Regions from separate parts of the Mus musculus genome. Here all the other regions are linked to region 1. A link is a contact called in public HiChIP or PLAC-seq and promoter capture Hi-C data. All regions are on one chromosome and are shown on one strand. The core of a region is the stretch at or near the end of the contact, and the rest is flanking DNA. Distances in the headings are between cores, read along the strand shown. Region 1 overlaps Stx7 (syntaxin 7). Region 2 holds the start of Rps12 (ribosomal protein S12). Region 3 holds the start of Ccn2 (cellular communication network factor 2). Region 4 has its middle 14 kb from the start of Vnn3. Region 5 overlaps Slc18b1 (solute carrier family 18, subfamily B, member 1).

Evidence for each region. Promoter capture Hi-C pulls out the DNA fragments that hold promoters and counts their contacts. HiChIP or PLAC-seq counts read pairs in DNA pulled down with a chosen protein or histone mark.
Region 2: a contact with region 1 is called in a promoter capture Hi-C map of neutrophils, with 7 times the contacts expected there. The contact joins the promoter of Rps12 here to the enhancer-like site in region 1. A contact is called at or near these places in 12 of 39 promoter capture datasets (the 3T3-L1 cell line, 3T3-L1-derived adipocytes, the HPC-7 cell line and 9 more), 3 of 484 Hi-C or Micro-C datasets (B cells, bone marrow-derived macrophages and rod photoreceptor), 21 of 115 datasets of contacts at active chromatin or transcription factors (the 230-238 cell line, acute myeloid leukemia, bone marrow-derived dendritic cells and 12 more) and 3 of 9 other capture datasets (adipose tissue, liver and pancreatic islet).
Region 3: a contact with region 1 is called in an H3K27ac HiChIP or PLAC-seq map of embryonic stem cells, with 2.4 times the contacts expected there. The contact joins the promoter of Ccn2 here to the enhancer-like site in region 1. A contact is called at or near these places in 6 of 115 datasets of contacts at active chromatin or transcription factors (the NIH/3T3 cell line, embryonic stem cells, epiblast stem cells and 1 more) and 2 of 9 other capture datasets (adipose tissue and embryonic stem cells).
Region 4: an H3K27ac HiChIP or PLAC-seq map of extraembryonic endoderm stem cells shows a contact between it and region 1. The contact joins two enhancer-like sites. A contact is called at or near these places in 7 of 115 datasets of contacts at active chromatin or transcription factors (the 230-238 cell line, bone marrow-derived dendritic cells, bone marrow-derived macrophages and 3 more) and 2 of 9 other capture datasets (adipose tissue and pancreatic islet).
Region 5: an H3K27ac HiChIP or PLAC-seq map of embryonic stem cells shows a contact between it and region 1, with 6 read pairs. The contact joins two enhancer-like sites. A contact is called at or near these places in 1 of 39 promoter capture datasets (neural stem cells), 1 of 15 datasets of contacts at CTCF or cohesin (pro-B cells), 17 of 115 datasets of contacts at active chromatin or transcription factors (acute myeloid leukemia, bone marrow-derived macrophages, differentiating embryonic stem cells and 7 more) and 4 of 9 other capture datasets (adipose tissue, embryonic stem cells, liver and 1 more).

What each region holds. Positions count from the first base shown.
Region 1 is chr10:24,161,740-24,167,209 of GRCm38.p6, reverse strand. The region is part of intron 2 of Stx7 (syntaxin 7); the gene reads right to left. Among named protein-coding and RNA genes, the nearest start is that of Stx7, 15 kb to the right of the region's middle. Within about 2 kb of position 2,464, at least 229 of the 459 cell types and tissues checked have an H3K27ac peak or open chromatin away from gene starts, as enhancers often do. A contact at or near this core is called in the 230-238 cell line, B cells, the HPC-7 cell line and 19 more, where this site is marked.
Region 2 is chr10:23,785,468-23,790,484 of GRCm38.p6, reverse strand. It overlaps Rps12 (ribosomal protein S12), which reads left to right and starts at 3,276. Exons shown (of 6, transcript NM_011295.6): 1 at 3,276-3,329; 2 at 3,441-3,491; 3 at 3,605-3,721; 4 at 4,481-4,583; 5 at 4,808-4,909. The coding sequence starts at 3,478. It overlaps LOC115487513 (a small nucleolar RNA gene), which reads left to right and starts at 3,942; the gene lies at 3,942-4,015. Snord100 (small nucleolar RNA, C/D box 100) reads left to right here and starts at 4,664; the gene lies at 4,664-4,731.
Region 3 is chr10:24,592,919-24,598,371 of GRCm38.p6, reverse strand. It overlaps Ccn2 (cellular communication network factor 2), which reads right to left and starts at 2,930. Exons shown (of 5, transcript NM_010217.2): 1 at 2,584-2,930; 2 at 2,274-2,496; 3 at 1,774-2,025; 4 at 1,429-1,640; 5 at 1-1,057. The coding sequence starts at 2,646. The coding sequence ends at 761. Gm15270 (predicted gene 15270) reads left to right here and starts at 2,569. Exons shown (of 5, transcript NR_163910.1): 1 at 2,569-2,731.
Region 4 is chr10:23,834,817-23,839,772 of GRCm38.p6, reverse strand. No RefSeq gene overlaps it. Among named protein-coding and RNA genes, the nearest start is that of Vnn3, 14 kb to the left of the region's middle. Within about 2 kb of position 3,007, at least 8 of the 459 cell types and tissues checked have an H3K27ac peak or open chromatin away from gene starts, as enhancers often do. A contact at or near this core is called in adipose tissue and extraembryonic endoderm stem cells, where this site is marked.
Region 5 is chr10:23,809,960-23,815,197 of GRCm38.p6, reverse strand. Slc18b1 (solute carrier family 18, subfamily B, member 1) reads right to left here. Exons shown (of 14, transcript NM_183116.2): 6 at 4,253-4,409. Among named protein-coding and RNA genes, the nearest start is that of Slc18b1, 16 kb to the right of the region's middle. Within about 2 kb of position 2,892, at least 42 of the 459 cell types and tissues checked have an H3K27ac peak or open chromatin away from gene starts, as enhancers often do. A contact at or near this core is called in differentiating embryonic stem cells, embryonic stem cells, epiblast stem cells and 2 more, where this site is marked.

The DNA of each region.
Region 1 (5,470 bases), core at 1,215-3,714:
ATCATCTCTGAATGGACACAGACCCTGCAGTTCTCTACTGTATGTGTGTTGGGGGGCCTCATATCAGCTGGTGTATGCTGTCTGTTTGGCGGTCTACTGTTTGAGAGATCTCGGGGGTCCAGATTAATTGAGACTTCTGGTCCTCCTACAGAACCAGAATATTCAGTTTTAAAGAGAGAGCTACAACTTTCTAGGTTAACGTTAGGGAGATGGCTCGGTGGGTAGAATGTTTGCCACACAGGCTTGAGACCCTGAATTCAGATCGCTAGAACACATGCATGCACAGCAAGCACCGTATCCATGCATCTATATTCCCGTTGCTCCCATGCCAGGGTGGGAGGCTGAGACAGGAGGCTCCACACAAGTTCACTGGGCAGCTACATAACACAGCATAAACACTGTCCTAAGTGAACTAGCTGGAAGGTGGCAAGGACTGGTTTCTGAGGTTGTTGTCCTTTGACTTCTACGCTATGGGACATATGACTGTACATACATACATAAATAAAGACACACACATACACACACAATCATATACATATCATGCACACACAAAATTTTAAAAATTAAAAAATAAAATACTCGATTAAGACAGCAGTCACAATTGCATGTGCTATAATTGCATGTGCTCTTAGCACTCTGGAGGCTGATGGATTACAAATTCAAGACCAACAAAGGCCATACAGCAGGAATCACAAACACCGAAAGAGTTTAGGTACCTTCCAGAAAGACAATGTAACTAAGATCACGGGGATGTTTCCTGCAGAGCTGCTTCCCACCTGTGCCTGCAGAAAGGTAACACTGAGTTCTCAGTAAACAGGACTTTCCGAATGGCTCTCTCACTCCTAAGCGGAGAACAATGGTTCATGGGCTGCAAGCAGCTGCAGCCAGCCAGCCCTCGGTGATGTCTGTGGGTGTTCTCTTTGACTTCAAAGGGGATGAAGACAACCCTCCCCCGCAGAAGTTAAATGGTCACAACTCTGATCACAAACACATTACTACCTCAGCCGTGGTTTCTTCACCGATCTTGGTAACAGTAATATTGAGGGAAGACTATAGACAATAAACACACCAAAGCAGAACACAGTTCATGTCCTATGTGAATTCTTCCAAAGTAACTAAAAGTATCAACTACTTTTAAAAAAGGAACTCTGGTATACACATGCAGGGCAGTTACTCTGTAATGAAAAGTGCTGCTCAGGAATGGCTACAGAACAAACAGGCAAGGGATTTCATAAAGAACTCAAAGAGATGTATTGTCAAAATAATTCCAGGAAACAAAAACTAGTCAGCTTCAAGCAACCAAATACATGTAGGACCATTGCCCAACTAACCACAAACTGTAATTTCATAAAAGGGAAGCAACACTGTGATCCAACCAATCCCTGTGCATAGATTTTGTTCATGGTAAATAAGGCTAAAAGTAACTGTGATTATTTATCTGAATGTAGCCTGCTGTGTTCACATGGGGATGCTGGCATATGGACTGCATCACTTTATCCATGTAGATCTCTAAGCATGCATTCTGGAAACAGGATAGGTGCCAAGATCCCCGGCTCATAAACAAACATTCAGTCTTCAGATAAAATTTTCATGAATAAAGGGTGGTGAATATATTGATGTTAACACCCACTAATGGAATACATGAAGCTAGCAGGTGCAGGAGAAAAGGTAAATCATAAAAAATACCCTTTGCATATTATAACCTCATGCTCTTAATTTTTTTTTTAATACTTTGGTGACTGAGGCATTCAAACCTTTCTCTCAAAGATTAACATTTTAATGGGGGAACACAGGGCGGAAATCGTAATTAAATTTTTATTTTTCTGATAAAAGGCATTATAAAATGAAAGCAAGATGATGAGAAAATGATTATAAAGAATAGCCAAGTAAGACATCCCTTAGATAAATGTACTGAGGTCACCTGAATACACAAAAGGGTAATACACATGCGGCTGCTTGCAGCCCATGAACCATTGTTCTCCCCTTAGGAGTGGGAGAGCCATTCGGAAAGTCCTACTGAGCCTGTTTACGGAGAACTCAGTGTTACCTTTCTGCAGGCACAGGTGGGAAGCGGGTTCCAAGGCCCTGAGGTGTGAAAGGGTCAGCCCAAGAAGCCTCAGGAAGAACCTGAGGTGGGCAGTGGGGGAGGCAGGTTGGATGCGGGTGTGAACAGCACAAGGCTCACACTTCCTTGCAAGGGCCAAGAGAGTCACAGATGAATTGAAATCTGGGTGTGACGTGTGCTCATGCATTAAAAATCTGCCTTGTTGTCACTGTGGAGAAGATAAGAGGGCAAGAAAGGGGGCAGAGAGGACAATGTGGAGGCTGCTGTCATCTGAAGTAGTAAGAACAGTGTGGACCCGGTGGCCACAAAAGGAGAGAAGGGACCAGCGGGCTGTGCACTTCTGTGCACTTCGACTGGATCCAGGCAGGGGAGTTTCCCAGATCACAAGGCAGGACAGGAACCAAAGGGAAGAGAGTTCACGCTCAGGGCATGAGCCGGCAGATGATTCACACACAGGCAAGAGAGAGAGTTCCAGGAAGCACCTCGGCCACTGATTAAGACTGGTGTATGAAGTGAGAAGAGTATACTCCCACCGCCAAGAGCAGACACTCTACCCCATAGGGCAAGTCACCATAGAAACCAGAACTGCCCTTCTCACTGAGATTCCCCCAGGAGAAATACTCTCTCTCCTACCTGTATCTGGACTGCGTCAACAGTTGGACATGAGAAAATTATAATACCAGAACTGTGGGTACTCCAGGGGGTAAATAATGTCAGCCATCTATTTTCAGATGTGACAGCAGATCTGCTCACTTCTGGGGACTGGAGTCCTTTTTACAGAAAAGCCTGCTGTGATGCCAAAGAGAAAAGTCCAAATACTCGCTTCCCTTTTGTGCACTCATGTGTTCAGAGGCAAAAATGGACGTCTCTTCACTAGACCAGAACGCACTTCCCCCCAGAACAACAAGATGACCTATAGTTTAAAAACTATTTTTATTGATCCTTTGAGGATTTCAGACAATAAATTTTGACTAGACTCACTCCCTCAGTTCCTCCCAGAACCAACTTAAGAACCCCCTCAGAACCTTGCAGGCCCAGAGCTAAACAGAGATTCTTATTAACAAACAGGGACAGTGAGTGTGAAGTAAGAACAGTTACTGCACTGCATGGAGACAATGTGGGTCTTTTAGACAGACAGACAGATGATTCAACATAAAACATGCTTCTGTTATCTTCTTCTAACATTTATAGCAAAGGCTCAAGCTTTTACCGAGTATCTTCCCAGAGAGCTCCAGAAAACATACACAGAAAAGCACATTTAATATTATTATACAAGCTTTAGCAGAAATGTCTACACTCAAATTCTGATGGGAAGATTTTTTTTCTTTTTCTAGTTATTTGCTGTTTATTTTGTGTGCACGAATGTTTAGCCTATATGTGTGTGTGTATATATGTATGTATGTATGTATGTATGTATGTATGCAGGTATGTATGTGTACCATGTGCCCAGGGTGGGCAGATGAGGGTGTCACATCCCTTGGAACTGGAGTTACAGATGTTTGTAAGTCACCTTGTAGATGCTGGGGACTAAATCCCACTCTCTGCAAGCAACCTCTCCAGCCCCACAACAAGAAGATTTTGTTACCAATGTATATGATTAGTTTGTTTACAGAAAGTTCTTAGCCACCTTAGAGTCTCCTTAAAAACAAAGAATACTTAAATGCCAGAATTTTCTTATTGGAAATGTTATTCTTTGGCAATCTCACACTTGTATGTAATGACTATGGCTGCTCTCTCTTCCCCTTCCCCTTCCCTCTGCCTTGCCAGCCACACTTCTTTACAAATCTTCCCACACCCATTCCTTTTTGTTTGGTCCCACAGAATGTAACTAGGCCCATCTGTTTGACCCTGGGTTTGTAACTACCCATTAATGGCAGAGAGTTCACTAGAACAACTATGTATGGATTTTTTTTTTTTTTAGTCAAATACTGTTTCACAGTTAACTGTTCTAAATTCTATTTATTAATTTTCTTCAATTCTTAATTCAGTTAATTCACTGCATGGCTCACTCTTGAAACATTTATGTCAATAACTCCCATCTTCTAGTATCAGAAAATACCTCCTAATCCTGGTGGTACTCTAGCCTAGTGCTTCTCAACCTGCGGGTGTCACCCCTGTGTGGGGGTGACAGATCAGATATCCTGCATATCAGATATTTACATTATGATTCATAACAGTAGCAAAATTACAGTTATCAAATAGCAGTGAAGTCATTTTATGGCTGGGGGGTCACCACAACAAGAGGAACTGTATTAAAGGGTCACAGTGTTCGGAAGGTTGACGATCACTGCTCTAGTAGCTCTTACAAATGGCTGCTTCCATTATGAGAATCTGTAAATAATGTATAAGTCCCATGACAAATGGCCTCTTAACACTAAAACCTGCACATGATAGGAGAGTTTTCAGGAGTCCTTGAAACTCTGGCTGAGATTTAACTTTATAAAGTTGGAAGAGATTAATCCAGTGTGCATGCGTGTGCGCACACACACACACACACACAAACACACACACACACACACAGAGCTTGCTGAATTACAGAATGTTCTATGTTCACTGAATTTCTTAAGAGCTATGTTCACAAAAACCTGACTCAAATTAGAAATGCAAATTAAGCCACTATGAGATAAGAATGTGGCTGAAATGGATTAAACTTTAGGCTGTTCTTGTTGGCAAGGATTTGGAGCTAGGTCAGCTCTGGCTGGAGGAAGCAAGCACTTCAGGAAGCTCTTCTTGTTTCTACCAATGCAGACTACTCACAAATCCTAAGATCCACCAACCCAGGAACAGAAGCAGCATCAACAGAAAAGCACAGAAACAAAACAAAACAAAACAATAAACTGGAAAAGACTTTGAATGTTTGCCAACAGTGTTAAAGTAAACTGGTATACATGTCTGAATAAGGACTACTTACTTCAAAGGAAAATGAACCACCATTTCCACATAGATGAGTCCACAGAGTCGAGAGTATAGCTCAACACACACAAAACCCCCACGTTATTGACTCGATCAGATGAAGCTTAAGAATCAGGTAAATTGATTAGTGGTACTGAAAATGCACAGTGATGGGCATGGAGGAAGCCTAAGCTGGTGAAGGGCTCTGGGCTCAGAATGCGCTCTGTGACCTGCACAGTATCTGGCGGACTGTGGCTGGGCTGCACACTCCTCACATGCACTCCTTAGTAATAAACGTAAGCCAGCTTTTAAGGATACAAAACGTTACGCTGAAGATCTCAGTATGTTTCTTTGGCTCTTCAAAAATACAAGTTCTCTCTCTCTCTCTCTCTCTCTCTCTCTCTCTCTCTGTGTGTGTGTGTGTGTGTGTGTGTGTGTGTGTGTGTGTGCATGCAAAAATGTCCTTCTCTAGTCAGTCCACAAACACTGACCTCCCGTATCACAGGTAGGACT
Region 2 (5,017 bases), core at 2,027-4,526, 380 kb after region 1:
TGAGTGTACACAGGTATGGTGCTAGGGCCTAAACCCCACCAGGTACACATAATCTACCACTGTTAGACTACAATCCCAGCCTTACTTTTAAAAATTATTTTTATTTTACTTATTCATTTACTTATTCACTTTTCATCTTGTTTTTTTTTTTTTTTTTTTTTTTTTTTTTTTTTTTTTTTTTCTTTCAGGGTTTCTCTATGTAACACTGGTGGATGTCCTGGAACTTGTAGACCAGGCTGGCCTTGAACTTGCCTGTCTCTGCCTCCCAAGTGCTGGGTTAAAAGGCGTGAGCTACCATGTTCAACGTTTTTTTGTTTGTTTGTTTGTTGTTTTTTAATCATTTATTCATTGATACTTGGGGAGAATTGAATGTGTTGTCACTGTGTTACAGTCGCCTGCCTTCTGTCAGTAGGTACGGGCTTATTTTCATAGCTGTATGATTCTTTAAATTAATGAAAAATTCTTTCAGAGTTCTTCAGTCTAATGTGAAGTAACTTTGTTTCACAGTTAATGGCCCTGGTGGAATACTGGTTAATGAAAAGAAAAGAAACACAAGGGGAAATGACAGGACTATGTCCCTTTTGACACAGTCTCCTTTTGTACATGCACAAAGCTCTGTTCATCCTCTCCCCCTTCCTATTATTACACCATTTATCTTTTTTTAAAATTAGGTATTTTCCTCGTTTACATTTTCAATGCTATCCCAAAGGTCCCCCATACCCACCCCCCCAATCCCCTACCCACCCACTCCCCCTTTTTGGCCCTGGCGTTCCCCTGTACTGGGGCATATAAAGTTTGCAAGTCCAATGGGCCTCTCTTTGCAGTGATGGCCGACTAGGCCATCTTTTGATACATATGCAGCTAAAGACAAGAGCTCCTAGGTACTGGTTAGTTCATATTGTTGTTCCACCTATAGGGTTGCAGTTCCCTTTAGCTCCTTGGGTAATTTCTCTAGCTCCTCCATTGGGGGCCGTGTGACCCATCCAATAGCTGACTGTGATCATCCACTTCTATGTTTGCTAGGCCCCGGCATAGTCTCACAAGAGAGAGCTATATCTGGGTCCTTTCAGCAAAATCTTGCTAGTGTATGCAATGGTGTCAGCATTTGGAAGCTGATTATGGGATGGATCCCTGCATATGGCAATCAACCATTTATCTTTTTAAGATCAGTGGTAACTGGCTTTGATTTCTGCTTCGAAGTGGATGTGGCTGGCTATGTGAAGCAGATCCCTGGAGTTAGGCCCTTATTGTGTTCCTGGTCTCCATCTTGGGGATGGCTCAGGTACAGCTATCTGCCAGGAAGGGCCACGCCCCACTGGTTTGTATGTACACTTTCTAGCTCATATTTGTATATATTATGTGACTGCTAGAATGTACTGGGTAAGAGCCACTAACCACTATATGAATTTTCCGCCACCTTTGCCAAGACCTAAAATTGAGAGGCTACTCTTAAAGAGTGTGTGAAATAAGAGAATCTTTATCTAAAACAAAAATCCTCATCACATGGAAAATAACTTCCCTTTGGGTATTAAAATTATTACACAATCAAGATTTAAGGGGGGAGGGGCTCCAGTTGTTAAAAGGGGGTGCTTACTGCTGACAGAAAGGCATTCATTAGGGTGGACTATTAGGACAGAGAGCTGACATCAAAGGTGTGGAGAGTCTGAGCTGGTTGCTACTGTGTTGGAAGCAGCACTAAAACTTAGGCACCAAGCTGAAAGGACTCAGCTGTTTCTTCTTAGTATTTAAATGCAGTAGTTATTTTCCAATTTTACCATCTAGTCTCTTCTGTGAGACTTTTCTTCCGGGAAGAGAACTCTAATATGCTTAACACTTAAATGTTTTCCTTTTTTTGCTTTAGACATTGTCTTCCTGGTAGCCTGGAACTCACAGCTATCCACCTGCCTCTGCTTCTCAGGTGCTGGGATGAAAGTCTTGCAACTTATGTATGGTTTGACACATTAACTTTTAATAGCCTTATACTAAGGAAACTACTTAAACTCTACTTAACCACATTCTTTTCCGACTGTGTAATGTTTCAAAATCACTTCCAAAACAGCCAAAAGGCACGTGTGCCTTCCTGCTCTCTCTTCCTGTCTGAATATTCTTCCTGCACTTACCTGGCTGGAACTCTAGTTAAAACCTCTTTTAAATGCTGCCATAAACTCCAAATCCCCTGCGTTCCCACATCATCTCCACTCCCCAGCACCGTGGCATTCTGGTATGTTACTCTTTGGCTAAAATACTAGCTTTATCTTTTAAAATGCAGACTTTTAAGTGTCCGCCGTCTCTCATCTTTAAAACAGCACCATAGACACTGGCAGAAATACGCCCACAGAAACTAACCACCTATTAAATACTTTTTTGAATTGCAGGGGTAAGGAAGCAAGCATGAGGCTTTAGGGGTGAAACCCAAACGTTTATTGGAAAAGCTAAAACTTCCATCAACTTTCTTATATCCTCATGAAATTCATGAGCCCGACAATGATCACTGTATCCACCAGGTTGGCCATCAGAAGCTCTGGTTGGCTTCGGGGATATCTTCTGAGAGAGATGTCTTGTGTATTTGCTTTGGAAGTAGAAGAGCGAGTGATTCCTTCGAAATTAAAATGCATTTGTCGGCGTAGGCGGGAACTGGCTTTAAGATTCTGGAGTTCCACTCCTGGTAGCCGAATCCTCGGTGGAATTTAGTGACAGATCCACAGTGAGAGTTTAACATGTACCTCAGGGATCCAGTGTCTGCGAAGCTGCGACTCGGGAAAAAAACTAGGGTCATTACCTAAATGTTCATTCAGAACCGGTTGCATTCAGACCGGGATCTGACCTGGCCGCAAGGTCTGCTTAAACACGTTGCAAAGCAGTGGGGTTTGTGATCATACACAAATCACAGCCACTCAGAGAGGCTAAAAACCAAAGGACCAAAATGTGGACACACTCAGCCTAATCGGCCAGTATTGGCAACAGGAAACTTCACGATAAGACGTGGAAAAACTGCTTAAAACAAAGTAATTCAGCAGCGAAGAAAACGGCAGTAGTTTGGCTCCTCTCGTGTTCCGTAGGAGCGGATCGTGGGACCTCTGTGGTCCACGCCCCCTGGGCAAAGGCTGCCCGCTGCGATGCCTGCTAGAAATCCAGCCGCGTTCTTACCACGGACGCTCCTAAAGGCGGAAGTGGAAACTCCTAAGGCACGGCACCACCGGAGCCACCTCTTTAGTGGGAGGAGTTGCACATGCGCACAGAAGTCGAGCGGAGCGCTTAAATACCGTCATGCGGCCACCGCCGGCCTTTTCCCCTGCCGCCGCCGACTTGCGCGGAGGCGGAAGCTCGGGGTGAGTGTGATCCCAGCTCGTGCGCCGGCGATAGCGTGTCTACTGCGCCTTGGCTTCAAAAGTGAAGTACTTGGGTCTTAACGGGCGATTTACTGATGTTTTGTCTTTCAGTGCGTTCAAGATTCGGCGTCACCCGTGATTCACCGCCATGGCCGAGGAAGGGTGAGCGAGTGGGGCGTGGGCCTCCCGCGGGCGGCGCTGGTCTGGGCTTTTCTCCATGCTAGTTCCCCATCCCTAGCCTGCCGAGGGTCCTAACGTCTCTGTCTGCATTCCAGCATAGCTGCTGGAGGTGTAATGGACGTCAACACTGCTCTACAAGAGGTGCTGAAGACCGCCCTCATCCACGATGGCCTAGCACGTGGCATACGCGAAGCTGCCAAAGCCTTAGACAAGTACGTGTCTCAGTCTCAATACTGTGGGGTGTTGCAGCCGGAACAAAGACTGCAGCAGCCAAGGGAAGAGAGCGTGAAGTTCATGCTGTTAGCACAAAAGTTCTGAATGTCATCCGGCCAGCAGGAAACCTAGGAAAAGGTATCAACTCTAGCCCACTTAGGATGTGTGGGTTGCTGTGTGGATCGGGGATGACGAGCAGTAGTTTTGTAAAGCTACAGTGTTTGCATGATGACTTGAATTGTCGGATACCCCTTCACCCCGTTCATGGGTGAGAAACAGCTAGTCTGACAAACCTGTAGCTCGTGGGGATAGATAGTCCGGTAGTTTTGCTAGAAGATGGAAAAGGGGGGGGCATCATTATTTAGTTTGCAAATACTTAAACGACAATATTGTGGTGTCGGGGAAATCTAGCTATATCCGGGAGACTTGAGAACATGCATGGTTTATTAGGCTTATGCACGTGTATTCTACTGTTTGAGGTAAAGTCAGGTGATTTTGGATGCTGTTGTGAATATTTACAGTGCTTCCTGCACAGGACTGCTTTGGATCAGCTTTCAAGTTGGAAATACCCTGAAAGTGGTCATAGTTTCCTTTGGCCATAAATAGGTTTCCTATTATAATGTGTGGTATTGGTATCTAAGTTTGTACAGGGAAAGTGAATGGCTAGTCTGCAGTTTGGTACAGTAAATCCTGTGTGGTCAGGTTTACTAGCACAGTGAAGACCCTTGAAGGTTTCACCTTTGAGTTTTGCATTTTAGGCGCCAAGCCCATCTGTGTGTGCTCGCATCCAACTGTGATGAGCCCATGTATGTCAAGCTGGTGGAGGCACTTTGTGCTGAGCACCAAATCAACCTGATAAAGGTAAGCCTTAGTGATAATGGTGTTGAGCCACAGGCACCAGCACTAACTTGCATGGTAGTTTTGATGATTTTCACGTGGGCTGTACATGATGAAAACAGTCTCCCTCTTCTGAATCTCGCTGAGGAAACTGCACGTCACCCTCCTGAAACAGCCACCCTGGGAATGTTGAGGGTCAGCTTTTACTAGTTTCAATCCTTGTTAGTAATTGCTTTTGTCTTTGATAGGTTGATGACAACAAGAAACTAGGGGAATGGGTAGGCCTCTGTAAAATCGATCGAGAGGGCAAACCACGGAAGGTGGTTGGTTGCAGTTGCGTAGTGGTTAAGGTAAGTCTTGCTTTTCTCTTTAAAATGTTGATGGCCCTTTAGTGGAAACAAGTTTTAAAGACAAGATTTAAACCTTCTGTAAAGATAAGCCATCATTTGAAAGCCAGC
Region 3 (5,453 bases), core at 1,681-4,180, 430 kb before region 1:
CTCCTTTGTTTTGAATCACAGATAAGCTTCGTGTCCTACCTATGGTGTTTGGAGTTTGAGGCTATCAGTTTAAAATCCCAAAAGCACTTAAAACAAAAACAAATGACTTTAAATTAACTTAGATAACTGTACAAATATATATATATATATATATATATATATCCACAATATTTACAATATCAATAAAAATCTGGCTTGTTACAGGCAAACTTACTTGCCACAAGCTGTCCAGTCTAACAGACAAGGCTCTGACTCCTGACAAGTGTCACTGGAATCAGAATGGTCAGAGCTGAAACTGCTGTTCTTAAAGAACAGCTGGACTCAGCCTCATCTAGTGGAGGACACATGCTCAGCTCTCGCTAGAGCAGGTCTGTCTGCAAGCATGCTATAATTTCCCTCCCCGGTTACACTCCAAAAAGTAGGCACACTGCTGCTTTTAAAATAACCTCAGCTAGTACCTGTCTTTCTTTCTCCTGGCATCTCCACTGTTCCAGGAGACTCACCTCAGTGTGCATTCTGGCACTGTGCGCTAATGAACAACTGTCAAGTGTAAACTGTCTCGAAACCAGTGTCTGAGGTTGACAGACTACTTGTATGGCCATGACATAACGTTCTCACTTTGGTGGGATAGTTCCTCCCACGGTAGTTAAAAACACAGATTTAAATTAATGTGCTACTGTAATTGTTTTTACAGAAGAAAATGAGATGCAACTCAGTTCAAGTTATAGTCTAATGAGTTCGTGTCCCTTACTTCCTGGCTTTACGCCATGTCTCCGTACATCTTCCTGTAGTACAGGGACTCAAAGATGTCATTGTCCCCAGGACAGTTGTAATGGCAGGCACAGGTCTTGATGAACATCATATTCTTTTTCATGATCTCGCCATCGGGGCATTTGAACTCCACTGGCAGAGTGGTGGTTCTGTGCGGTGTGCAGCAGCGGCCGTCTGTGCACACCCCGCAGAACTTAGCCCTGTATGTCTTCACACTGGTGCAGCCAGAAAGCTCAAACTTGACAGGCTTGGCGATTTTAGGTGTCCGGATGCACTTTTTGCCCTTCTAAGGAAGACAGAAGGAGAAACAGCAATTACTACAACGGGAGTGGCCTTCCTCAAGCCTTTGTAGACTAGCCCTATGTCATCTGACTTGTGTTTATATTCTGAGGGGAGAGACTGGGAGTTTCATTTGCCAGTTTTCCAAAAATAGCCATGGCCTCATTTGGAGTGTCTTGAATTAACTAGCACCACGGGGAATTTTGTAGTGGAAAACTGGCAGCTGTTGTTACAGCATCTCTCATTCTAGCCAGACAGCTCCATGGTTAGATATTTCTGGAGACAACAGGCCTCTAATAACATGGGAGGTGAGACAGCCAGCTCGGTTCTCTTCCCTGTCATTCTGTAAAACGGAGTGACTAGGGGCAGAGGATGTACCTTAATGTTTTCCTCCAGGTCAGCTTCGCAGGGCCTGACCATGCAGAGGCGGCTCTGCTTCTCCAGTCTGCAGAAGGTATTGTCATTGGTAACTCGGGTGGAGATGCCCATCCCACAGGTCTTAGAACAGGCGCTCCACTCTGTGGTCTGGACCAGGCAGTTGGCTCGCATCATAGTTGGGTCTGGGCCAAATGTGTCTTCCAGTCGGTAGGCTGTGAGAGCAGAACACACAAACACAAGGTAAAACATCCGGATAGGACAATTTCCCCTTAATTTGGTGGACTTGGGCATTGGCCCTGAAGTTGGGGAGAATGAATAACAGTAACTTTGAAGGTGACAACTCACCAGCTAGGGCAGGGCCAACTGCTGTGCGGTCCTTGGGCTCGTCACACACCCACTCCTCGCAGCATTTCCCAGGCAGCTTGACCCTTCTCGGGAAGGGGCAGTCAGGGCTGGGCAGGCGCACGTCCATGCTGCACAGGGGCACGCAGCCCACGGCCCCATCCAGGCAAGTGCATTGGTATTTGCAGCTGCTTTGGAAGGACTCACCGCTGCGGTACACCGACCCACCGAAGACACAGGGTGCACCATCTTTGGCTGCGGGAGAGGAAGACAAAGTTGTAGGTCAGGCGTAGGGTCACAGGGATCAGAACAGCTAGCTATATCACTGTACATGTCAAGGTGACGAGCTAGGGTCAGGACTGCAGGGGGCCGGTTGGAAGCAGCTGCGGATAGGGGCTTTTCTTTTTCTAGAGGGTATCACGCTGGACTTGAGAGAGGTGGTGGTCCAACACCAAAAGGTGAGGCCTCTGCAAAGGGGGCTGGAATGGGGCTGAGGGTCTTACCAGTGCACACTCCGATCTTGCGGTTGGCGGGGGAGCCGAAATCGCAGAAGAGGCCCTTGTGTGGGTCGCAGGGGTCACGCTCCGTACACAGTTCTCCCAGCTGCTTGGCGCAGACGCGGCAGCAGCCGCAGCCGTCCAGCACCAGGCTCACGCCGGCGGGGCAGTGCGGCGCTGCTTCGGCTGCGCACTGACATTGCGCGCTGCAGTCCTGGCCCATAGCAGGCTGCGGAGAGGAAGGGGAGGGAGGTCAGTCTGTGATCGCAGCTCACTCTGCCCTCCCTCCGTCCCTTCCGTCAGTCCCGGGGCTTACCCGGGTGCAGAGAGCGAGGAGCACCAAGGCGAGGCTGATGGGACCTGCGACGGAGGCGAGCATGATCGGGACGCGGTAGGAGGATGCACAGCAGGGTGCAGAGGCGACGAGAGGCGCGGCCGGAGCCTGGATTCGGACAGGGGCGGAGGTTGGTGTCTGGACGCTCCAGGCGGTGGCGTCTGGGGTTGTCGGCTGGGCTGGGGCTGCTGCCGTCTGGAGGAGGTCGGTCTCCTGGGGTCGGAGCTGGAGTGGATCTGGCTGAGTCTTCTTGGAGAGAAGAGCTGTGTGAGACTAGGCGGGCGGCGCTGGCTTTTATACGCTCCCGGGAGCCGGCTCGCCAAAGAACTGAATGGAGTCCTACACAAACAGGGACATTCCTCACATTCCTCCCCACCTTCCTGCCTCATCAACTCACACCGGATTGATCCTGACCCCTTGACACTCCACATTCCTCCGTCTGAAAAAGCTGGCACACTTTAGCTCGCCAGGAAAAAAAAAAAAGGCGCTGTGTTTCCAGCACAACACCAAGAAGTAAAACTTTCTCCATATCATCTTCTCACCCCTCCTGATGAAATATAACTTAGAAATAAACGATTATTTCTCTGATCTTTTCTTCTTAAAAATCTCTTTGCCAGTTCTGGCTACTGACATAAAAACTTCTCAAGACTCAAATAGCTCAAGAGGCAAATACCATGGGCCCCTAGAAATTAAAAAAAATATTTTTCTTTGTTTTGGATTTTTTTTTTTCTTTACGGGGCTGTAGTCTCTTGGTGTTCTTCTACTGAGAGGAGAAGGGTGCTTATAGCCATTTGAAATGCCTCCTCTCCTCCCAGAATTCCTATGTGCAACTTTTGTATCTGAAATACAGGCATTTGATCTTTGGTCACTGGAGATAACCATTTTGATGGCTGAAAGATATGAAAGCCAAGGATGTAGGTTCCCAGGGAGATTTTCAGCACTCTTTATGTAAGAACTTGTCTTCAGGGTCCAGGGAGGCAAGGGGAATGACTGGGCATGGCTTTTCTAGAAAAATAAGTTTATGAGTTCAGACCAAATGGCTGTGTTCAGAAGCTAAGTGTCAGGGAATATAGTGGGAGAAGAAAGAGGTATAAGGAGGCCAGTAGGGGTTCAGTTGGGATATTTTAAACATGGCTGTACTGAGGTCCAGGCTTGGATTTTTTTTTTTTAACTTATCCTAAAACCCATAATCTAACGATGTTGTTGGGGTTTGTTCTGTTTTGAAGTAAAGCACTTGTTTACATAACAGCAAAACCATAGACGGTTGTATCTAGTTATAATCCGGCTATAAACTAAGCATCAGTGCATAATATATTTTTACTGACTTCCCCAAGTGTCTACAATTAGTGATGAAGCCTCTTGCTACTCAAATAGCTTGCAGGCTCGTGGAGGGAGGTTAAATCAAGGAAAGCACAGCTTTATCCCCTGCTCGTGTGTTGATGTTAAAAGTAAACAATGTATCTAAGCTAGTCTCTGTTTCTTAGAACTGCTACTTAGTTTCTGTAAGGACCAATTTTATACACTGTGCATTCATTTAGGACCTGTGTTGTTTATTGGCTCTCTGTCTGTCTCTCTTTCTCTCTCTCTCTGTCTCTCTTTGCGTGTGTGTGTGTGTGTGTGTGTGTGTGTGTGTGTGTGTGTGTGTATGTGTGTGTGTGTTTATCTCCAATTCTCATTGGACATAGAAAGATTCTGGGACCATCCCATGCTTTCCCTAAAGCTACATCATTTGTCACTGGCTTCCTCTCATAGTTGGTGTTTCTGACTATAAGTTTAAACTGAGTATATCGGCAAAGACTAATTTTGGAGACAACACACTATAGATTTATAACATGAAAACAGCCCATTTAAGTGGGCCAGTTTTAAAACTTTTTCAATCCATCCATGGATGATTAGCAGGGGTGGCGGGGGGCGATGGTGGGAGGGGGTAAGGGAGTTAGCCACTTCAAGTGGCTGACCACATCATCTGCACACAATTACCTTGTTAAGCCAGCCACATGCTGTACAGTGCAGTTACATGTCAACAGCGAAAGGTGTGAGTGGCTTGAAGTGTGAGCAGCCTCTGCAGTGCTGGAAGGATTTCTGACATTGTTATTCAATGTTCTTTCCAAGCATTCCTCAAAGAGAAGAGGCCCGAGACTTCCTATTTAAAGAAAGAACATGGCAAGTTATGTGAGTAGCCACATGTGTAGTATAGGCAACTTGGCCTTGCACTTTTGCTGTCTTCTTTGATGATATTTTTTTTTTTAAAGTCCAAACTATGTGGGAAGCCACAGTGAAATCTTTCAAGTCTTAAACTCCCAATTATATCTACCAGCAATGGTCAGAAAGGTGGAATGAGTGAGGAAGGGAAGGGAAGGGAAGGGTGAGGCTCATCTGGGGTGGGATGTGGGCTCTGAGGTGAGCTCTCTAGCCTGCAATGTGATGAGGGGAGCCAGGAGAGTTGGAGCAGTCTCTGAAACCACAAGTCCACCTGAGAGCCACCAATGGCTTGCTGTATCCAGGGGGCAGGCTCAGTCACAGGGGTAAGTGGTTGGGCTTTTTATAATTGAGTAACTTGGGCAGTGTTTTTAGAACGGCCATTCATAAAGCTAAGGGAAGTCACAGAGAGAAGCCCGACCGACGCCCACTCAGAACAGGAAGATAAGAAGTCTCGATTTCGTTGCTCTCAGTGAGGATTAACCACCTTTAACTTCTCAGGAAACAGATGCGTTGTGTTTTAACTTTAATTTTCACCTCTCTTCTTCCTTCCCTTGCCTCTCCCTTTCTCCCTTTGCCTTTCCCCCCTTCCACCTTCCATTTAGAGTATATTATCATCCTGCACTACTGTTAAAAAGTGTCAGCATTATAAT
Region 4 (4,956 bases), core at 1,758-4,257, 330 kb after region 1:
ATCAAAGCTCAATTTTACTAGTTCGTGCACCGAGTTATGAAGGAGGGGAAGGGGCCCGATTCCCGCCAAATCATCTTGGAGTAAGGTTACAGGTGAACAGGTGATACAGCTAGGTGGCAGGCAGCGGCAGTGGGAGTAGTAGGACGATAAGGCCGCAAGCTCCGCCCGATGCTCTCTAACACTGAAACCTGAGCAAACAAGTTTCAGGCTGGGGAGGGGAGGTTACAAGTGGCACCACTGGGTGGGGATAAAGAGTTATTTAGAGGCAATTTGATCAGCTCTTCATTTTCACTTGGCAAAGCAACAGCTGTAGGGTTCTCATTAGTGCCTATTACAACTCTAGTAATGGGCTTTTGATATGATTTACAGTACCAGACAGGAATTCTCCCCCTGTGCCATAGGCCTCAATTCCGTGAGAAAGCATTGATAGACCCCATAAGAAAGAGCCTTGCCCCTATTACACCAGCACATTTGTATTATTCTTACAGGGTCCACACTATAGCCCAGGCTGGCCTTGAACTCATGATTCACTTGCCTCCCAAATGTGTATGTTATTGGTATACTACTGGCATGGTCAAGGAAGTTAAGTCCAGAAGTTTTTGGAAGCCAAAAAGGTAGGAAAGGTTACGTAAACTAAGTTAGAAGCAAAGTTCACTGGTGCTGCATGTCAGAGGCTAGGCTTGGCTTCAGCTCAGAGTACAGACTACAGCATAGAACAGTGCAAGGCAAGGGTGCTGTACGGGGCTTTTCATTTGGACTGCTGAAGTCTTAAAGTGTGTTAAAGATAAATGCTGGGGCTGGTGAGATGGCTCAGTGGGTAAGAGCACTGACTGCTCTTCCGAAGGTCCAGAGTTCAATTCCCAGCAACCACATGGTGGCTCACAACCATCTGTAACGAGATCTGATGCCCTCTTCTGGAGTGTCTGAAGACAGCTATAATGTACTTCCATATAATAAATAAAATAAATCTTAAAAAAAAAAAAAGATAAATGCTGTTAGCAGAACTTGCTCTCATTTATGAGGGGTGCAAGCACAGATGACTGCAGAGTCAGAGAAAATTCCCCTGGGCCTGGACTTAACTCAGACACATGTGAGATCTCTCCAGCCCTCTTATAACTTCCCCATTCCAATTCTGACTGGGTGCTATGGGTCTAGGTCATTCAGAGATTCACCAGTCTGGCCACGAGGATATTTAACAAAGAAGAGACTTTTATTCAGGTGCTGGCATCTGTACCTGGTGCCAGAACTGTGTTCCAAGACCTGAGATATTCAAGATGTAGCATTTAGCCATATTATCCCAGGGCGTATAAAGAGAAAAACCATAGAATTATGTGACTTGAAAAAAGTCATCTTATATCTTGGGTATCCTAGGTTTTGGGCTAATATCCACTTATCAGTGAGTACATATTGTGTGAGTTCCTTTGTGAATGTGTTACCTCACTCAGGATGATGCCCTCCAGGTCCATCCATTTGGCTAGGAATTTCATAAATTCATTCTTTTTAATAGCTGAGTAGTACTCCATTATGTAAATGTACCACATTTCCTGTATCCATTCCTCTGTTGAGGGGCATCTGGGTTCTTTCCAGCTTCAGTAGTGTTGAAACTCTACTAACCACAGCTATATAGACTCACTGTTTTATAGGATCTGTGCCTAAAATTAAGCCTTAGTCTTTGGATGGAACAATTCAGTGCTACAGATGCCCTAAGTTAGATTGTTTTTTATATGAACTTAGGATAGCTGTAATTCTTTCTGGCACATTTTAACCACTTTCACTGCTAAGATGAGCATAAGGTCAATATGGTAGCAATTACCTGTAACCCCAGCGTTCAGATACTCAGAGTAGGGAGTTTGCCAGTTTGAGCCTAGCTTAAGCGAGTGCAGTGAGATCCTGTCTTGGGAAGGAGATGGGGCTTGAGGGGGCAGAGAGAAAGGCACAAATGGGATCTTAGCCTTGATCTTAGCCAAATCTGTAAGGAAAGGCCTTAATTCAGAGGCCGAGAGACCTTTCAAAAGTTACATAACTAGTTTCTAGATGCCACCTGCTAACGATTTGTTGAGTAAGATTGTTCAACATCTGTGGCCACATTAGTGACACTCTGTCCTCTCATCCTACAACCAGTGAGCAAGAGAGACGACACACAGTACACAGCAACGTTCTGGTTTTTCTGTCCCCATAAACTTCTAAGGTGACTAGTAAATGCTTGCAGGGGCAGTGTTTGTCATTCGCTGGAACTGGGGACATTCTTAAGTCATTGTAAGCAGAACTGAAATAAAATATATCACATAAAATATTATAATCTGCCACTTCAGAAACTATATGCTACCAAAAGGGCTGGGGTCTGTAGGCCGCTGGAGAAAGAACTAAATTAATAAGTGAACAAGTAAATAGGTAAGTACAACTATAAAGAATTAGTTACAGTTTGGTTCTCAGGGAAAGTGAAACCTGACCCTATGCACCAGGCCTAAGAGAAGCACATCGCCTCAGGCTGCCTTGTCCCTTTCCATAAATGCCCAAACCCTTCTGTTTCCATGATCTGGGTTCATAGTTTATCCAGGGGAGAGCCCTATTAAGATGACAATTTTTTGTTCTCTAGGTAACTGATCTATTTTCAAAAGAAGGTCATTTTATCGATTGTGTTAGTTTCCTAAAACCTTGATGATGCTCTCCCTCCCCCTCCCCCTCCCCCTCTCCCTCTCCCACTACCTCTCCCAGTCTCTGTGGGGGGAGGGGGGTTCATGTTGGGTGTGTTTGTATCTCTCTGTCTCTCTTCATCTCTTTGTGTGTGTGTCTGTCTGTCTCTCTGTAACTCTGTCTCTGTCTCTCTTTCTGTGTCTCTCTATCTCTATCATCTTCTCTTTCTGAAAATGAACTGGTGTAGGCAAGGCAAGATCTCAAAGCCAACCATGTAGAAGTGCTTTTTCTTCTCTCCCGACTCCCAGGCAAGGACAAGCAGCCAGCGCTGGGAGACTGATCCAACTGGGTCCCTGTCCAGATCTATGTGGACTTTGAGTTAAGACTTAAGTCTTACTCAGCTAACTGTTCTCTAACTGTTCCCTACGTAAGATTAGATGTTAAAAAACCAGTGGGTCGCTTTGTGGACTATTTTCTACTCTTCTCAGTTCCCTCCCCAGCAATCTCCACCCAGTTTTTTCAATGCTACTGTGATAAGATAGTGAAATGGCCTTTGGCCGTTTTATTTTCCCTCAAGAGCTGATGTGATGAGGATGAGCCTGCTCAGCTGGAATGTAGAATAACTCCATTATTAAGGCTCTGCCAGGACAGGATGACTGACTACCACACAGAGGCACTGGATGTTTTTGTATTTCTCAGCACAATCTGAGTTCTTGATGTGGGAATATTAGGAAAATAAAGTTTCCATCTCAGTTCCAAAAAGAAAAAAAAAAAAAAAGAAATGGCCTTTGGCTATGAACCTTTAATTTGATCTGGGAAACTCCATGTTTTAGTCCTTTTCCCTTGGATCAAGTGGTTTCATGAAGTTAATACTTAGCCCTACTCCAAGGAAATGCCTCAGAGATTTCTGCTAGTGCACGGCGTCAACACAACACTGATTGATGGCTAGGGCCTAAGAGGACACAGCTTGCTGAGCTTGCCCTGCGAGACAGTGTTCCCTCACTTCCTTGAAGTGACCTTGGAGATTTTCAGTTCATTGATTTTTCTGCCAACCTGGCTTCCTCCGAAAGACTTAGTGAAATTTCTGTCTAGATTCCTGACTTGAAGTCTAACCTTAACCATCTAAATCCAGCAGCTACATTTCCCTTCTAGCCTTGATGCCCTCAAAAGCTCCTACCTAAGACATGTTCTATGGATACCAAGGACTCCTGCTAGCTCTTCACAGGTCCAAGGCTGCATTATAGGTTTAAACCTTTGACTTTGTGGGGCTAGAGAGTTAGAAGTGATTACGTGGCTGCTCTTCTAGCAGACTTGGGTTCAATTCTTCGTACCTATGAAAGATCCTGCCAGAATGTAAAAGGTCACAGAAGCCCTGAAATTGGCAAAATAGATTTCATTGTTAGCAGAAGTAGCTACACTGATTTAGAAAAATAGAGGTGCACAATGCTCTGGTCCCTCCTCAAACCCGTGTGTCTGCCAATGTTCTGACCGTTCCTTGAACACAGGTGTGTGCCCACTGCTGCACCTCACTGCCTGGTGTTTGTGGTATTGGTTGCTGGGATAGAGTCGGAAAATCTCCCCAGCAACCACAGCTGGGACCAATCCGGAGTTACTACACCTGCATTAGACTCTCCTTGTTTCCCTCCCATACCCATTTCTTGAGAAATCAATCATTTTACATTGTTTAGATCTGGAAATCCCCTACTCCCCCCTTCTCCTTTCCCCCCTGAGGGCCTATAAAAACTGGAACCCCTTTCCCCTCGGGGTCGAATCCTCTACTCCTGCGTGGGATATGAGTCATCCCCAGAGCTCTGGCTTTCCCCGAATAAAGCCTCATGTGGTTTGCATCAAGCTTGGTCTCTCGTGAGTTCTTGAAGGTCCGTTATTATACTGAGACTTGAGTGAGGGTCCCTTCGGGGGTCTTTCACCTACATCATGGTCCCCAACTATCTGTAACTCCAATTCCAGGAGATCCAATACCCTCTTTGGCCTCGGTATATATGTGACACACAGACATACATGTAGATAAAATTTAAAAAAACACCCATACACATAAAGATAAACAAAGCTAATAAATAAATAAAAACAACAAAAAGAAAATCTTTTGGCTTTGCAGAATACATTTTCCCCCAAAATCATTTTGTTTATTTCTCAGTTTTCTGTGTATGAGCATTTTGCCCACATATATGCAGATATGATATGCCTGGTGCCTGCAGAAGTCAGAAGAGGGTATCAGATTGCTTAGAACTGGTGTTATAAGTACTTGTGAGCTGACTTGTGGGTGACAGGAGCCAACCAGAGTCCTCTGAAAGAGCAGTAAGC
Region 5 (5,238 bases), core at 1,643-4,142, 350 kb after region 1:
AGTACCCACATCAGGTGGCTCACAACCACCAGTAGCTCCAGCTCCAGGGGCTCCAAAGCCTCTGCACTCATCACACAATTTTTTTTTTAAAGATTTATTTATTTATTTATTTTATTATATGTAAGTACACTGTAGCTGTCTTCAGACACACCAGAAGAGGGAGTCAGATCTCATTACGGATGGTTGTGAGCCACCATGTGGTTGCTGGGATTTGAACTCAGGACCTTCGGAAGAGCAGTCGGGTGCTCTTACCTGTTGAGCCATCTCACCAGCCCCCATCACACAATTTAAAATGGTAAAAATAACCAGGCATGGGGCACATGCCTTTAATCCCAGCAATTGGGAGAGAGAGGTTGTTGGAGTCTAAGTTCAAGGCCATCCTGGTTTACAAGAGTGAGTTGCAGGACAGCCAGACAGGGCTACACACACACACACACACACACACACACACACAGAGAGAGAGAGAGAGAGAGAGAGAGAGAGACAGAGACAGAGACAGAGAGACAGAGACAGAGACAGAGAGAAAACAACAAATAATATAATATTAAAATAAAAATAATTTTAAGGGCTGGTGAGATGGCTAGTGGTTAAGAGTGCCGACTGCTCTTCCAAAGGTCCCGAGTTCAAATCCCAGCAACCACATGGTGGCTCACAACCATCTGTAATGAAATCTGATGCCTTCTTCTGGAGTATCTGAGGACAGCTACAGTGTACTTACATATAATAAATAAATAAATCAAAAAAATTTTTTTAATTATAAAAAAACCTTTTGTTTTAATCTGTTACATTTCTTGCGTATACAGAAAGCATTATCTGTTATAATATATAGCTCAGTAAAGAACACTAGCTGCTCCTACAAAAGACAGAGGTTTAGTTTCCAGTGCCCACATGCCTTCTTTCTGACCTCTGTGAGCACCAGACATGCACACAGTCAAAAACTCACACACAGAAAATGAAATAAGTAAAATGTACCGATTGTTTTAAGTTTTAAAATAAAAGGATGGCTGGGCGTGGTGGTGCAAGCCTTTAATCCCAGCACTCAAGAGGCAGAGGCAGGTGCATCACTGAACTCAAATCCAGCCTGGTCCAGGATGGCCAGGGCTGCACAGAAAAACCCTGTCTTTAAAAAAAAATTATATAATAATAACAATAATAACTGGAAAAATCCAGAAACAACGAGTTTCTAAATTTTAAACAACTTTAATTATAGTAATCGTACTTGTTTTATGCTTTCATTATTATTGCTAATCTCCTTTTACAATTATTTAATTATTTAATGTGTATGTGGTGTTTTGCCTGTATGTCCGTCTGTGCCAGGAACCTGCCATGTGTTCCTGGTGCTTCAGAGGCCGGAAGAGGATGCTCTGTCCTGAGAGCTGAGTTACAGATGGTTGTGAACCACCATGTGGATGCTGGGACTTGAACTCTGTTCCTCTGCAAGTGCAGCTAGTACTCTTAACCGCTGAGCCATCACACCAGCCCCATATTGTTAATCTCTTAACTGTGCCTAATTTTAAATTAAACTTTACCGTAAGTATGTGTGCACACATCAAAACTTAGTAGAAGTGGGCTTGATGTGTGCTCTGGTCTTGTAGTATGTGGCCCACAAAGGAGGTGGGACTATTGTGTAACTCCATAGATCCTCCTGTCACCATGGTGTAAAGCAGGCTCCTCAGATTCTCAGGTTGAGGGTTTTAATGAGAGGCGTGGCATGCCATGACTGTTAGAACAGGACATCAGGGAACAACTGGAGAGCAGATATGGAAATGGGTCAAGGACTCCTAACACACAATGCTAAGTAGCCTAAGTATGGCGGGCCATGGGGGTGGAAGGAATGAGCAGCAGGTATTGAACACAGGATTCTAACTGCTCACAAGTCAAAACAAAAGACAACTTCATTACAGTTGCTGATGGCCCAGGGACTGCTTGTATTTTGATGCTAATTCCACTCTCCAGGGAGGGGCTTAGGACACGAATGAGTCCTCCCCCCTACTTAATTTGTAAAACAAAGGCTAGAGCCTGTGATTGGGCAGGAGAAGAGAAGGTGGAGCTGAAAGTTTGGGCGAGATGGAGGAGAGGGAGAAGAGAGGACGACAGAGGGGGTGGAAGGAAAGTGGAGCAGAAGCCCGTGGCCTGGAGGAACCACAAGCAAATAAGGGGTCTCACAGATGAGGAAGATGGTAGTGTAGCGGCAGATCTGCCCAATCTAGGCATGCAGTTTTATTCATATTAACTGAGTCGTGTTTTCTTTGCGTGGGTTTATTTGGGTTGGAGATTTCCTGTAACATCTATCCTAAAACTTTCAATGGCATTAAAACTTTCAATAACTGTAAGAGTGCACTTATTTAGGAACACTCCAAACTTAATATTATCGACCTTAGGGATTTTTTTAAATTCCAGTTTTAATTAGCCTGTCTTAGCTATCTTTTCTCATTTCCTAATGTAATAAAGAGTTTTTTTTTTCCTTTTGCTACATGAGAATCTAACCCCTTTCTTTTCTTTTCTTTTTTTCTTTTTCTTTCTTTTTTTTTTTTTGAGATTTTTTTTTTTTTTATGTATATGAGGACACTGCAGCTGTCTTCAGACACACACTAGAAGGAGGGCATCAGATTCCATTACAGATGGCTGCTGTGAGCCACCATGTAGTTGCTGGGAATTGAGCCTAGGTCCTCTACAAGAGCATCCAATGCTCTTCACTGCTGACCCATCTCCCCAGGTCTGTTGCTGACTGTTTAGCCATCATACCTGGACATAGCCCAGGATGCTAAACGAAGGGAAAACAACATAAAACAAAACAAACAAACAAAAAACTGATTCCTTACACTTGCAAAGAGGATAAGCACCACCTTGTGGTTTACTGTGGTATTGCCTCGCTGGCTCTGTTCTCCCCAGTTCCCCATAGTAACCTAGCAAGAATACAAGTTGACTACCCTACTAAGAATCAATGCTTACAATGTACATAACCTGGCTAGTAAGTTTCATTTGGACCAAAGGGAACTACCAATGAGCCACAGCTAAGAACCTGATGGCCCAAAGTGTTCTGTGCTCCTTGCCCTGGTTAGCTCCTATCAGTTAACCATGACAGTATGCAGCTGCTTATCACTGTGATTAGTGATTTATGTGGGGATGGAAACTTTGACCCGGAATGATTCCTTTACTGTGCCAGGAACTATTATCTTACTGTGTCCTTGTAACTATTACTGCTCCAGACAAGCAGAAGGCCCACTGGGAAGGAATAATTGGCCTTGACCGGCTACACTGAATGTTTTAGTTTGTTTGAGATGTATCTCAAAGAAACTCACGGAGTGAAAAACAAACGTGTCACTTTGTGCCCAGGATGGCGTGGAACTCACTAAGTACACAAAGTTGACCTAGAACCTAGAGTTGGGAAAGGTAGAGGCAGGAAGATCTCTGGGCGTGTGAGTTCCAGGGTGGGCAGGGCTACATAGTGAGACCGTATTAAAAACAAACCAACAAGCCGAGCGGGGGGGGGGGGGGGGGGGGGGGGGGGGGGTGGTGACACACGCCTTTAATCCCAGCACTTGGGAGGCAGAGGCAGGCAGATTTATGAGTTCAAGGCCATCCTGGTCTACAAAGTGAGTTCCAGGACAGCCAGGGCTACACAGAGAAACCCTGTCTCAACCACCCCATCCCACCCCCACCCCACCCCCCCCCAAAAAAAAAACAACAAAAGAACCTAAAGCCACATTGGCCTAGAACTTATAGGGATCTCACCTTGCTTTTACTGCTTTGTAGACAAAATGTGTTGCCCACAGCAGTTTCTGGTGATTTAGTTCAGCCCAATGGCAATGGCTTGTGAGGAGAAATTAAGTATTTTGATCCTCCTAAAACCTAGAAATTTTTGTGATATGCTTTTATTTATTTATTTGTTTGTTTGTTTGTTTGTTTGAAGATAGGGCCTCATGCAACCTAGGCTGGCCGTAAACTCACCCTATAGCTGAGGTGCTTTAAAGATGAGCACCACCATCGTTCTCTTTGTGTGGAGCTAGAGAGCAAACCTAGGACTTGATGCAAGTAGTCTGCTAATTGAGCTTTATCCCTAGTCCTCTGTAAGCAAAAGTTCTCATGAATTAATTACCCATGTTTTAGGAAAGAGAGCCAGTTTTTGAGGGTGTGGCAAAAGAGGTATCATTGATTACATTAACTAAAAGCCAACATACCGTAATGTATCCTTTACAAAGACATACAAATAAAATAAAAGGTCTAAAGCGAGTATTAAGTTTGAACTTACCATAACTAGGCAAAATGTATAGGTTGAGTGGTATCATCAGCAGGACTATGCACCCCAGAAAAATAAAGGGTACCTCGTAGCCAAAGGATTGATACAAAAGGCCACCTAAAGGGGGGCCTGCTACCAGCCCCAGTCCAGAAAAAACCTCAAGACTTCCCTAAAAGTAAAAAAAAAACAAAAAACAAAAATGAAACGAGGATTTAGCTCATGTATTTTAGATGAAGAATTACTAGTGTCAGGCATGATGACACAGACCTTTAATGTCAGCACTTGGGAAGTAGAGGCAGGTAGATGTCTATGAGTCCCAGGCCAGAAAGGGTGGCATAGTAAGACCCCATCTCAAAATGCCTGGTCCTGTAAACCTAGCTAGCCTCCCTGTGGCTGGTAAGGCCATAGACATGGAAATAGACCCTGGTAACTGCCATTTTCCTAAAGCAGTATAGTTTGTAACCACATTTGAAATATTTGTCCGTACATCCACAGGGAAGTGCACCTCCCACCTTTCATCAAAGACGTTTCTTTTCTAAGCTGCTGGAGCCCATTACAGAAATCTACAACTGGTCAAAATGTAAAATACAACTGGTCACAGGGTGTTCAACACCAACTGATATACATGCACTACAACCCATATACCTACGTCTCAGGGAGCACCAAGGAATAGGGGCAGAAGATGGAAAGAGCCAGAGGCCCAGGACATCTGCGATGAGAGAGTGTCCTCTGCATGAGACAGGGAAGTTGCATCCATGACATCCCAACAATACAGTTACCTGAGGAAGACCAGCATAGTGACTACACTAACTGACTGACGTGCCCGTGGATGGGAGAAATCTCACAGAGCTTTATCCCCAGGTGAGCACTATAGGCAACCAATGGCTGCTAAGAAAGGGAATCAGTATCCTCCAGGGGGAGCCCCGGGTTGGTTATCCAACTGTGGTCAGGGCTGAGCATAGAGACGTATGAGCAACACTAGATGAACTTGGTGGAAG